Regions from separate parts of the Mus musculus genome. Here region 2 is linked to region 1. Evidence: chromatin contacts called from public Hi-C data. All regions are on one chromosome and are shown on one strand. The core of a region is the stretch at or near the end of the contact, and the rest is flanking DNA. Distances in the headings are between cores, read along the strand shown. Region 1 overlaps Ehf (ets homologous factor). Region 2 overlaps A930006I01Rik (RIKEN cDNA A930006I01 gene).

Region 1 (6,730 bases), core at 597-3,096:
ATTTATTTGTACTTAAATTCAGGAGAAGGCTAGATTTAATTTTCAATTGCATCCCAAATACACATTTTGAACTACAGTTGGCTTTAAAGAACTCAAAACACCTCTGGACCTATGGGCCTGGTCTACAGGTAGAGTGATTTGGAAGTCTGGATAGAAGGCCTGAACTCGAAGCCCCCTTCCCACCTTTACTTGAAGCCTAATCTTGATGTCTCATCAGCATTCTGTAATCAGAGAATCTGCCCTGTGTCAACTATATTTGCATTGAGTGTATTGGTTGGCGACTGGATACAACTAGGGGTTATTCATGATGCTTTGTCAAAGGTTACAGCAAGATTGGCACACTGGGGGTTGGGTGTGGGAGAGGGCTTTCAGCCAGTAGTGCATTTATATGTATGCTATAAGAATTAGCTGAACAAAAGATTTTTGTGTTGTTCCTTGCCCTGGCCACTTCTAGACCTTTTTAGGTCTGTGAAGCTGAGCCATCGTTTGTAGCAGAAGTGTTCCTCAGGAATTGACCTTGGGGATGGTGACAGAACTGGAAATTAGCAGTGTCTGTGTGAAAGAAAGGGTGGACTTAATAACTCTCCATCGTCATTTGCTTTAGTTGAGTGTGTTGTGTGAATTGAACTCATCAGAGCTTTTAGTTAGAAGTTTTGTGCAGGCCAGGTCCCTTGAAAGTGAGAACTAGGAGCTAGTTTAAGCACTTCAGGAATTGTGGTTGAGATTTGAAGCAGCCCTCTCCCAACCCCCACAGAGCCCTCAATGTGAATCCCTTGAAGTGTTTTGTGTAAATCAGGAAGGGATATTTTCCTTCCACCACATCTGCCACTATGGAAGACACGTCCATCTGGATAATTTTCTGTGGCAACGGTTGCCACCTACCTAGAGAAGACTAGCAGCTTCAGGGCTGAGGAAGGCACCCAAGTCACCCTCTAGTTTCTACTCCAACTTCCGGTAGTTGTCACCTTCCCTGTCTTTCCTGTTGTGTCTTTAACATGTGACAGAAGATGTCAAGTAATGATAAAGTTGAACCAACTGCTTTGAGAGCCTCCAGGGTTTTTAAGTTCTCCAGACTCCTAGGAAGTCAGGGCCTTGCCACCTCACATCCATGTCTGCTTCCCCTTTGGTGCCTTACATCTTCTAGGATCTCAGAACAGCAGTGGCTCAAGGCAGCAGATTATGCCCGCATGCCGTCACAGCAAGGTGTCGCTGTCTTCCGGATCTATCTAGTATGGTTTTACATGGTCCTTAAAATGAAATTTATGAATATTCTTCTCCACTTCCTACCCACCCCTGCCCCCATTTTCACCCGCCTTAGTATCAGGTTAGAAAACGAGACAGATAATCCAAGCCCTCTAATCAGAGTTAGTTTCCTAAAAAAACCAAAACCAACCAAACAAACAAACAAAAACCAAAACAAACAAACAAAACAAAACAAAAAACAGCTCTGTAGTTGGTGTATTCTTTGGAGTCTTAGGTCTGGCAAAATATTAATTGCAACCATGCACAAATCAGTTCCTTCCAGAATAGTTTGATTTCTACTGGATGGAGCCAGAATGCCCCCAAAGACCTTTACCATCTGTCCTACTTTTGCCATATCAAGTTCCTATAAAATAGGGTGCAGTTAAACATCTTTCTATGTTTTCATGCAAGTTGAAGCTGCGTTAAGGTGAGGCTTGTGTCAACTGATGGTCTCCTTGATAGTGCCAGCGTGGAAGAGAGCTTCGTTTTGATTTAGTTTATCTGCCCATCCCATAAAATGGCTGCTGCCACCAGTGCTCTGATCTGCTCAACAGTCCCGAAGCCAGTCATGCCAACTCAGGCTTGATGTGTTTATCTACTGACTTGTTGAGCCTCCAGCTAGGGTGGCACGGTCTATTAGAACACCGAAATTTGTATATCCCGTAAAGGAATGGCTCACAGCTGACTCATATGCAAATCCATCTAATCTCTGCTCTCTTGCGAAGTAGCTAGGCCGAAGGCATAGGCTTCCACTTACACAGCAAACTTGGGGTGTCTTATAGCTTCCACCTGGACCCACAGACACCTTGACCCCAAGTGTCTCCCTTCCCTGGGGAGGGAAACAAGAGAAAGCCAGGCTGGACAACCTCTGTAGAGCTAACCATTATTTTATAAAGATGAATCACCTGACCACAGGGCTACTTCAAAGGTAGCTTTTATTTTGTGGCAGTGGGGAGGACAGGGGGGTGGAAGAGAGGCAGTTGTATTAAATGAGCCCCTAGATCAAAAGGTTTTTGAGCTAAGGCTGGTAGGGTTTTTGTGGCTTCCTTTGCCTATTGGCAAGAGAAGAGTATCTGAAAGAAACTCATCTTTTTTCCCAATTGCTTATTTTTCCATGTGATGACAAGAACAAGTGTGTGTGTGTGTGCATGTGTGTGTATGTGTGTGTGTGTATGAGTGTGTGTAGAATTTCCCTAGTCTTTTAATCTAGAGTTTGTGAACCCCCTGAATGAGCCAGAGATCCCTGAAATGACTAACCAAATTCCATTAGAATAACACACTTGCATTTTCTGGGGGAGAATATTTAGGAATTCATCCACGTAAGGCTACCATAACCCCCCAAGTGATGGACTCTCTTGTCAGGTTGGAGCCCTCATGCATGAACTGAGGCCAGTGTGCCAGGAACTGTGTGGTTTTCTGAAGCTATCCCTGGCTCTGAAATCATGGCCCTGTTCCCTCCTGGATCTCATTGGAGAATGAGCTTTGCTTGTGGCCTGCTGGGTAAATGCCACTCTTTGTCTCCAGAACAACGTGGCCCTGTCAGGGTGATGTATCACTGGGAAACCAAACGGGGTGGGTGCCAGACCTGTTTTAATGTCATCATGTCCTGGTGGGGTGTTGCAACCTTGCCCTGTCAACTGCAGGGGGCCAAGAGGTGTCCTTCCCAGTTCCGTGTATCGGTCCTTCTGAATTTCAGAGAAAGCCACATAGGGCCAGGCCCTGCTGGTATCCATGCCAGGAGAGAAATTCTTACTCAGAATGGGGAGTTTCTCTTTTGTTTAATTCCTTTTCCTGCCCCCTCGTAGCTTTGGGGATGTGGAAGTGTGAGGTGCTTAGGGATCTGATGGGTGGAGGCGCCCCCATCAGCACCACACACCAGGAATTACAGCAGTAGGACAAGGGAATGATGGCTTTGTTTTCTGTTGATGAAGACACTGTGGAAGTAGATGGACTCTTCAGAAGGCGTTCGAGAAGTGTGTAGTGTGACCAAATTGCCTCCCTTTAGGAAAGAATCATGAGCAAAGCTTCTAGGAGCCGACCATTGATACTTCCAGGCCATTTCCTGAATCCTTTATAGATGCAAACTGTGCATGATAGTAGTACTAAACGAATTATATAATACTACCTACTTTATATTGTTATTGTATGAATGATAGAAACTATGTAAAGTGTTCAGTATGGTGCCTGGCACATGGCAAGAACTCAATAATTAGGAGTGGTTTTCTTAACTATTTTGTTTCACCTTATCGTATCACTTTAGCTTTTGTGGTACTGGGGGTCAACCTTTGTGCAAGTGCTCTAATGCTGAGCCATATCTGCAATCCTCTTAATCGATTTAACTGGAAATAGAATAGCAACTTCTTCTATCAGATGCAAGCCTGGGCCCCCTCCCTGTGCACACACTGTTAATGCATCTAGAATGCTGTTGAAAACCTCACCAGAGAACCCTAGACTAGAAAGCTTGGCTATAATATCACAAGAAGAGATCTGTTTTGCTTAATTTCTGTAGTGGATTGTCTTGTGTTTAGGGACTATTTTATGATTATGGGGTTTGGGATGAGCTCAACAATGGTCTTCACAACACCTGAGGTGCCCTTGGACATATACAAATATAGACACACAGATACAGAGAAATCACACACACACACACACACATATACATGAGGGAGAGCACTATGTTGTTAGTTTTTTAAGAAGAGGTTTTTAAATGCATTTATTCTATGCACATGAGTGTTTTGTCTGTACACATACACACACACACACACACACTTACCATGTATGTTCCTGGTGCTCATGGCAGTCAGAAGAGAGTATCAGGCCTCCTAGAACTAGAGTTACAGGTAGTTATGTACCATCATGTGTGTATTGGGAACCAAATTCTTGTCCTCTTGAAAGAGCAACAAGTATGCTTTTAACTGCCGAGTCATCTCTCCAGCTCTGCCTCCTTTAATTGATCCATAATAACAATATATTTATGAGTTATGCTGTGACAGCTTGGTATTTGTGAATAATAAGTGATAACTAAGACAGATGCATTGGCTCCCCAATCTCTGAAATGTTCCTCATCTGAGTGCTGGGAACCTTGGGACTTCTTGGTTCTGGTTCTTTGTAAGCTATGTAATAAATCACCATGCGCTATATTTTCATCCCATTGGCTGGCAGAACAATAGACTTTGTTCTTCCAGAGTAACTACATTTTGTAGAGCGTCACCAGCCTCCTGCTGTCCCTCTTGTCCCCTCTTGATCCCTTCATCATTCAACTTTTGTTTCACTGGGATTAAACTTTTCAACCTGTCATCCGTACCTGAGAACATAGTGTTTTTAAGACAAATTTTTACATCAGAGAGCTGTCTCTGTCTCTTCCTCCATGGAGATAGTGAAAGAATTACCATAAGGAGTCATTTGTTAAACTAATCTGTGTTTCCATAGTCCACCTAGGCGGTCTGTGCAGAGCTCAGGCCACTCAATGGCCCCTTTGTCAAGGTGATTAAAATGTATCTTTGCATGCCAAAAAAATGGCACTCCTCTGGCTTAAATGGTATCCTTCTTTGTTATAAGTGTTTACATTTTTTAATTATGTTATAAAAACATCCTTTAGATGACCTAAGTCTTTCCATGGCTTGCTGTTTCTCTCCGAATGAGGCAGAAGAGAGGCCTTTCAAAAAATTCCTGTAAGGCATTAGTGGCCAGACTTCAGCTCCCATCTCTTGTCTCCTTGTCCGCATCCACACTGGCTTCTTTCTGTCCTGTGTAAAGACTTTGTGCACAGTAACCTCAGGCACTTTGCACCTATTGTCCTCATTTATGCAAAGCTTGTCCTGGGTTCTCTGCATGGCCAACTCTCCCATATTCCTCAGGTTCTATTATCACAGAAGTCTATCTCTCTCTCAATAATAATAAATAATAATAATAATAATGATGATGATAATTGATATATACATATTGGTCCCCATTTCTTACCCTGCATTCTTTTTCTCCATAGCCTTTATTCTTTGTTTTGGCACTGCCACACAGCCAACAGTGCCAGCACACCGTGGGTATTCAGGGAATATTGGCAAAGTGTGTATGAGAAAGATAGTCATAGGAGATATGTAACCTGAGGTGTTCTTCTCTCCTTAGCAGAGTCACCTGATATGAAAAAGGAGCAAGACCACCCTGTAAAGTCCCACACCAAAAAGCACAGTAAGTCCCCTGGTGATGTCGCTTCTGTCTCCGTTCCTTTACCTCTAAATGGGACTTGTTTTCTATCAAGATGACTCCCTATGTGGCTGTTTCTGAAAGTGGGGCTTCTGGGGATTTCTTTGTCATCTTTCTTTCTCTAAAATTAGGATACTAAGTGGATAAGAACTTGTGGGCAGAAGGTTAAAGGTTTTCCTTTGTCCAGGAAAAAAACAGGATGGCCCAAGGAGCAAGATGGAAAGGGGTGGCTGCAGTACAGCACTTGCTCTTGTCCCAAGACATGGCTGTCTGAATGCTCAACTCTGTTCTCAGGGAGTTGGATTTTCCCCAGGGATAAAACCTTAAGAACATATCTGGACTATCAGAGACATAGGTAGAGAGGCACAGAGAAGCATAAGGATTGTAAAATCTAGAAGGGATGGGACATCTTTCCTCCCTGCTTTCCAGCATATGCCATAAAAGTGAACCCATGGAGTCCCTCGAGTGGCCTGGGGGAGGGGCGATGACACGAATCTCCTGAAAGTAAAATCAAATTCCAGTAGCTGCCTAGTTTTCAAGTTGGTTCCCCGACCCGTGTGATAACCCACTCTACACAATGTTCTTGGAGTTAGGACTTCAGTGCTCTAGTGCTATCATTTGGATGAAAGCACAGCTGTGGGGACGGCATAACTTAACCAAATGAGGTGCTAGGTAAATGATGGAAGGTGGTTGTCCAAAATGAAGCCCAGGGTATTTGTGAACAATAATTAGAAGCATCTAGGCCTGAATTACATGGTTAACAGCGATTCTTTAGTCCTGGCTTTGCTAGTAGTCAAACTGTGTGGCACTGGCTAAACCACTGAGATTCCCCAGTCCCCAGCTGTATTAGTTGTTCCTTCTAAAAGCACTATTTGGTGATTCTATATCTCAAGGCAGAGGCTGTCACTCCACATTCGTTCTCTCTGTCCTGTTCTCTGATTTGCACCCTTGCTAAGCCATTGTGTCTTGCTTTCCACCAGACCCAAGAGGCACTCACTTATGGGAGTTCATCCGAGACATTCTCTTGAGCCCAGACAAGAACCCAGGACTGATCAAATGGGAAGACCGTTCGGAAGGCATCTTCAGGTTCCTGAAGTCAGAAGCTGTGGCTCAGCTGTGGGGGAAAAAGAAAAATAACAGTAGCATGACATACGAGAAGCTCAGCCGGGCTATGAGGTGAGCTAATTCACGTTCTTCCATGGCCAGGCCAAGAGCTGGTGCTCCCTGCCCGCTCAGGCTGAATGGCCACCTTACTTGTTTCCTTCTTACAGATATTACTACAAACGAGAAA
Region 2 (6,681 bases), core at 3,034-5,533, 72 kb before region 1:
TTGGGAGAAAGACTGGGGTTAGGAGAGAGGAGAAGGGTAACACAGGAGGTGAATGACCAAAGCACATTAATACATGTTTGAAAACATCTTAATGACACCCATTATTTTGTACAATGAGTTAGGCTGGTGGGGGGGAGACAAAATCGATATTTTAGAGAAAAAAAAAAGCTTCACAAACTGAAAGTGTCTTCCATTATTTGCTTTAGAGTTAAAGCATGAGCCACCATCCTTGGACTGGGAACACAAGAAAGACATTTCACTTCCCCCATCAATGATTTCTCTCTCCCTCCGGTTCCTTATCTGCCTCCTCCTTATCTCAGAAAAGCCTTTAGCCGGTTGCCAGGAGAGATGGCTGATCTTTCTCTTCTGCCTCCCGCAATGCTGATAAAAAGCAGGAGGGGGCACAAGGGATGGAAACAATTCTGGTCCTGCCAGCCTCAGTCCAAGGAGCATTTTAGGCCAGGGGATGGGGTTCCCCTGCTGGGGGCGGGGAGATCAGTAGGTCTGTGTGTTCCAGTCTCGACAGTCCAAAACCCTCTCTTGACATTGGGAAAGTCAGTGAGTTGGATTCAAGCTTTAGGGACTCTTTGGCTGCAGTCTGGTTACTTCTGCATGCAGCCACTAGATGGCAATGTCTTCCTAACCCTAAAGCAAGGTTTTGCTTTGGAAAAATGCCAAGTTTTAACACAGACAAACCACACACACACACACACACAGACACACAGACACACAGACACACAGACACACACAGACACACACACACACACACACACAGACACACAGACACACAGACACACACACACACACACACACACAGAGACACACACACACACACACACACACACACACACACACACACTTGTTCTCCCCTAAAGTGCAAAATAATATCCATATCAATAGGGAAGCAAAGAACGTTCTTTCTGAAAACTCTGGGTAAGTTAGTGATGCAGACAGACAGGGCACCTGCTGGAAGGAGGCATATTTGTGAGGACTGAGGTCTTCATTGAAGATGTCTTCAGTGGCTGCAGACAGTGTCATCAGGGAGCTATGGGAACTGTTGGGTATTAGGAAGCTGCAGAGGTCATGGAGATGTGCCCTAGATGGAAGGTTTGTGTGAAGAACCCTGCAAAACTCTGGCCCATGCCAAGTGCCGCCTGGCCTTGCAGAAGTTGGCCTTGCAGACACATGCCCAGGGCTGGCTGTTAAGACTGTCCTGGCAGAATCAAGGACCTCCTTTGCAGGCAAGGAATTCAGAGAGAGACAGTGCGATGGGAGCCTTCTCTTGTAGATGGGGAAACTGAGGTCAGAGCAAGGAAGGTCTCTGGAGTCTGTCTTCTTGCTAAGTTTCTTTGCATGTAAACAGCCCAATTGACTTTAAATGGCTTTTCCCAATGTCTCATGCTCTTTGATGAGCTAGCATAGCTTCTTAAGCTTCCTGGCTCCAGCTTGCCAAGCGCCAGTGTCTATGCAAACCCGGGCATGCTGCAGTGGTTGAGGTTCCAATAGCAGATGAATATGTTCAAAGCCATCCAGCAGCCAAGTGATCCGGTAGAGGAGAAAAGTCATTCCAAGTAATCGCTTATTAACTCGCCAAGCAATCTCACATCTCACCGTAGATGCTTTGCAGCTAATAATGATAATAATAAGTACTTATTTAGTGCTTCTTGTAGATCAGTCTCCATTTTAATCAGTTAGTATCATAGAGCCACATTATTCCAACAACACCATGAAATAGATCCTACTGCCATTTTTTTGAGTCAGGAGCTGTCTGTCTATACAGCTCAGGCTGTCCTGGAACACAGGAGAAATGCCCCCCCCCCCCCCCGCCTCAGTTTCCACAGTGCTTGGATTACCGATATCTGCTGACAAATTTGGTTCAGTTATTACTCTGTCTGTGTTACAGGTCCAATAGGGTAAATCAGAGAAGGTAAATAACTCGCCTACGGTTACACAGCTGGAAGGCACAGAGCCAACATCACACCCTGCTTTGCCTAACTCCAGAGCAGATCTTTTAGCATTCCTGCCATGAAGTTGCTTATGACACTTTCTCCCATGTGTAGGCTCTGACAGAGGCACTTGTCAGAGTTTCGGACCAGAGCACCAGTCAGCATCTTATCATTTTCCGATTGTGACATGGTGGCCCAGGGGTGGTGAGCAGGCTCAGGGCTTGGAGACTTGGTGGCTTCCAAGTCACACCTACAGGCTACTCAGAACGTGAACGTGTGGGACGAAAGAGTTGCTTGTAGACAGAGGCCAGCACCAACAGGCAAGACACTGCTGGATCTGTTTGGGGGCAAGCACAGGAGGAGTGGGTATCTCAGGGGACAAAAGGACAATAGCACAAAGAGGTAGTCTGTGTATAAAGGGCCACCCTGTTCTGGGGTCTGAGTGTCACCTTGATACAAAAGGACTTAGCATGTGGCAGTAAGGACTGACTACTCCATCTCCATCTTGTGGGAGACAGTGTCTCAAATGAAGAAATAGATGCCATGGGCTAGGCGTGTAACATGGTGGAAGGGTTCTTGCTTAGCATGTGTGAAGGTCTGGGGTCCCTTGGCACTAGAAACAAAAACAGAAACGAGGAACACAGAGGCCAGATTAAAAATGGGCTTCAAAAATCCAGGTTCCTGTTTTACCACAAAAGGCTATGACATTGAAGTGGAAGCATGTGAGATGCAGATGACTAGTCACCGGCTGCCAGTGCCGAAGTTACTGGTACACAAGTAGTACCGAGATTTCCAGTCCGACAGACTGGATTCCCAGATCCACGCCACCCTCTTTTACATTATGACCCTTGGGCAAACTATCTAGTGTCTACTGAGTCTCTATTTCCTCATATTTAAAAGAGGGAAAATTCAATATCTGCCCCAACGTTGCTGAGAGCACTAAACAGATGAAGTACACAACGTACCTGGTTGGCCACACTGTCTGGCTGCCGTGCCTAATAAACAGTAATGGGGATGATGAGGACGGTTGCTATACAGGCCCACCCTGGAAGTCTTGTTATACAAGTCTGGCAACCCGAGTTCAATCCCCAGGACCCACGTAAAAAAAGTGTCCACAAAAATGTCCTCTGATCTCTACAATTGTGTCATGGCACATCATATACCCTTATCTTATCTATGGATGAACACACACACACACACACACACAGAGTAGTAAAAAAATAAATATATATATATATATTTAAAGGGACCAGAAATAGAAGAGAATAAAAGAAGGAAACTCCCTAAGGACACCTCTTTCCAAGAAGAGAAACCATGATTCTATAATAGGTTTGAAAAACCAAGTATGGCTTTCTTGATGATATGCTAGTACCAGGATGTAAAAAAAGCCAGAGAGAGTCATAGTAATTGCTGGATCCACCTGCATACTACTCAGTCCTCCTCCACGCACCTGCCACACAGGCTGAGGTTCTACCATGAGGACAGTAATCAGGTAGAAGGGTCTGCAATGTTCTCATTCTCCACATTTAACTTCAGGCTGCCTGTTCTTGATATAAACACAAATGAGAGCTGACAACTCATTTTCTTCTTTTGTATTACAGAAGGGACCTGTTATTGTGGAAGACTGGGAAAAAAATAGGCTAGGCAAAATTAGGAAGATACTACAGCCTGAAACCCAGTCATCTGCATGTAACTACCATTAGAATGTTGGCCTTCACTTTGTCATTTCCTTTTATCAAAATGGTTTTCTCTTGTGGAATGTAATATTATGTACACCACTACTTTTCCTTTTTGGATAATGATTTTTAACTCTCCCCTAGGAAATCTTTTCCCAGAGTTGTGAAGAATTTGCCTAAACCCTTTTATAAAATGTGTATGTTAATAATCCACCTCCAAGCTGATCTCTGTGTATGGCAGATAGAAGAAGGAACAAGTTCTATTTCCTTTTCAAATGAATTTTCAGTGACAACCAAGCCATGTTCTCTCCAGCATTTCTCAGTTTGACCTTTTCTCGAAAACTCTGTTGGCCACACATGGGCGGATCTCTCCACTGGTTGCTGCTGTGATCCAGCAGTCTGTCTGCATGCTGTCTATAAAGGAAGAGGCTATGCTTTTCTGCGAGGTATCTGCATGCTGTCTATAAAGGAAGAGGCTATGCTTTTCTGCGAGGTAACAATGAACCTCAACAATTCACGGATAAACTAATTTTCCCCTTGGCAGATCCCAGGAGATGTATCATGGCACATGGCCTTTCCAAGGTGGAGTCAGCACTGTAGGGAGAGCTCTCCATGCAGGCTACAGACTGGAAATGGTCCATGGGCTTCACTGACTCATCGTGCAAACATCATCCATCATTCCCTTCCTCTTACAGTTCATATGTCATAACCAGTCAGGGAGCTCCACCCACCTGCAAAGGGCAGTGATGTGCTGGCTGCCATGTGCCTGGAAGGGGAGGATGCTATTGGAAAACACGAGTGACGACTGTCTCCATTTATTTATCCCTGAATGAAAATGACAGTCTTAATCACTACAGTTTAACAGCAAGATGCCGCAGCCGGTAGAGCAGGCCCTCCAACTCTGCTTTGCCTTCTAGAAGGTCACGGCTTGCCTTGAATCTTGGTAACTCTGTATGAATGTAAGAAAGTGGTTACGAGCTTTCAAAGTCTTTTTAGGAGGTGGGAGCTAGATTTGTCTCAGCTGGTCAAATGCTTGCCATACAAGCATCCAGGATCTGCATTCAGATCTTCAGCATCCATGTAAAGATCTTGCCCTGATGGCCTTCTCATCACTGGGGAGATAGAGACAGAGACTTTCTGGGGACATGCTGGCCACCGAGTGTAGCCAGTTGGTGAGTTTTTCAGGTTCAGTGAGAGAATGTCTCACAAGAATACATATACATGAACAACATTAGGCAGAATGAGTTGGTTGTATTCATATATTTGTAACAACAATTAATGAAAGAAGGGGCCATGAATTTGAGAGACAGCAAGGAGGGGTTTGGAGTGAAGAAATGGAAGGCTGAAACAGTATTATACTCTAATCTCAAAAAAAAAAAATTAAAAGAAGTAAACGAAATAAGAAAAAAGATTCAGAACAGATGCAGAGACCCGCAACCAAGCATTAGGTGGAGCTCAGGGGAACTCCATGGGAGGGGGAAGAGGGAGGATTGTTGGAGCCAGAAGGAGTGGAGGGGACCATGAGAACATAAGAACATGGCTCACAGAATTAACTAGGCAGGGATCATCGGGGCTCACAGACACTGAAACAACCACAGCACCTACTTGGGTCTATGTTGGTCATGGTTGTGTAGCTTGGTGTTCTTGTGGGACTCCTAACTGTGGGAGCCGGGTGTTTCTGACTCTTGCCTGCTCTGGGACCATTTCCTCCTATGGGGTTGCCTCCCTCATCCAGCCTTGATCTGAGGTTTGTGCCTAGTCTTATTGTAACTTGCTATGCTGCGCTAGGTTGATATCCCTGGGAAGCTTGCTCTTTTCTGAAGGGACCCAGAGGAGTGGTTTGGGGGGAAAGTGGAGGAGGGGAGCTGGGGGAGAGAGGGAGGGAACTGGTTAGAATGTGTTGTACGAGAGAGAGAGAGAGTCCGTTAAAAAATACTTACATGTATAAAAATAAAGAATTATGTAATAAGGCAGAAAGTGATCAAGATAGACACCCAGCATAAACCTGTGGCCTCCACACTCAGACACACATATTGTGAGACACACATGTCTTTGAGATCTTATCTGACACATAGCTTCACTGAGAAAGAGAATTAACATTTAAAATAGGGAGTGTTTTAAACCAATAGCATGCGTCTTCATCTTTTGACCCTGGTCTTTTTCACTTCCTCTTGAGAATGTTCTGTGTTCTGGATAGGAGCCTTGCATGCAGCTTGTTAAAAACTTCCCTTCTTTTTTTAATATTAAAAAATTTTTCTTTATAAATGTTTGTGGTTGGTATATAAGCATATGTTCATTTTTCTTTATTGACTTTGCACCCAGAAACATTGTGAAAACTATTTTACACTTATTTTGTGTGTGTGTGTGTGTGTGTGTGTTTGAGAGAGAGAGAGAGAGAGAGAGAGATCCATGTCTGGAGGTCAGAGAACAGCTTGTAAGAACTGTTTTTTTCTTTACACCATGCAGGTTTCGGTGATCGAATTCCATTTATCAGACTTCGCAGCAAACCTCCTTACCTGTGGAGCCATCCTGCCTGCCCTTGGGAAACTTTTGAATTATAAAAGTTGTCTATGGCTTTTCATGGATTTTTGATGAGGGTAAGAGTATGACCTCTCCATCCAATTGACATCGAGATACCTACAGGCCTAACCCCAGACCTGTGGCCTAAGACCAGGCCTTGTTAAAGAGCCCTCCTTGTCTGATAAATGTGGTTCTCACTACTCATCAAAGAAACTTCCCTTTTCAGCAGAAGCTAGCTTAGAAAACCAGCTGTGGTTTTCTGTGGTCAAAATAAAGCAAACAAATGATGGTATGGTGGCCAGCCCCAATGGATACATCACTAACACAACTCCCACACCCAAAGCTCAAGGATCTCACCAACATCATGGGAGATGGGACAGAAAGAGTGTAAGAACCAGAGGACCAGGAAATCTGCTGTGAGATTGTGTCTCTTAAAAAACAAACAAACAAACAAACAAACAAACAAACAGGAAGGCTTTACCCAAGATACCTCAACAATATGGCTGTCTAAAGAAGACCCCAACAATGACAGTGTGAAT

Evidence for each region. Hi-C and Micro-C count contacts between places; a contact is called where the count stands out from the background.
Region 2: a Hi-C map of pancreatic cancer cells shows a contact between it and region 1, with 3 times the contacts expected there. The contact joins two enhancer-like sites. A contact is called at or near these places in 12 of 484 Hi-C or Micro-C datasets (the AML12 cell line, the G1E-ER4 cell line, the Patski cell line and 6 more), 3 of 115 datasets of contacts at active chromatin or transcription factors (embryonic fibroblasts, embryonic stem cells and pancreatic cancer cells) and 3 of 9 other capture datasets (adipose tissue, embryonic stem cells and liver).

The regions. Positions count from the first base shown.
Region 1 is chr2:103,266,852-103,273,581 of GRCm38.p6, reverse strand. Ehf (ets homologous factor) reads left to right here. Exons shown (of 9, transcript NM_007914.3): 7 at 5,362-5,424; 8 at 6,420-6,615; 9 at 6,711-6,730. Among named protein-coding and RNA genes, the nearest start is that of Ehf, 33 kb to the left of the region's middle. Within about 2 kb of position 1,846, at least 28 of the 459 cell types and tissues checked have an H3K27ac peak or open chromatin away from gene starts, as enhancers often do. A contact at or near this core is called in pancreatic cancer cells, where this site is marked.
Region 2 is chr2:103,341,438-103,348,118 of GRCm38.p6, reverse strand. It overlaps A930006I01Rik (RIKEN cDNA A930006I01 gene), which reads left to right. Exons shown (of 3, transcript NR_040332.1): 2 at 6,089-6,219. Among named protein-coding and RNA genes, the nearest start is that of A930006I01Rik, 28 kb to the left of the region's middle. Within about 2 kb of position 4,283, at least 31 of the 459 cell types and tissues checked have an H3K27ac peak or open chromatin away from gene starts, as enhancers often do. A contact at or near this core is called in pancreatic cancer cells, where this site is marked.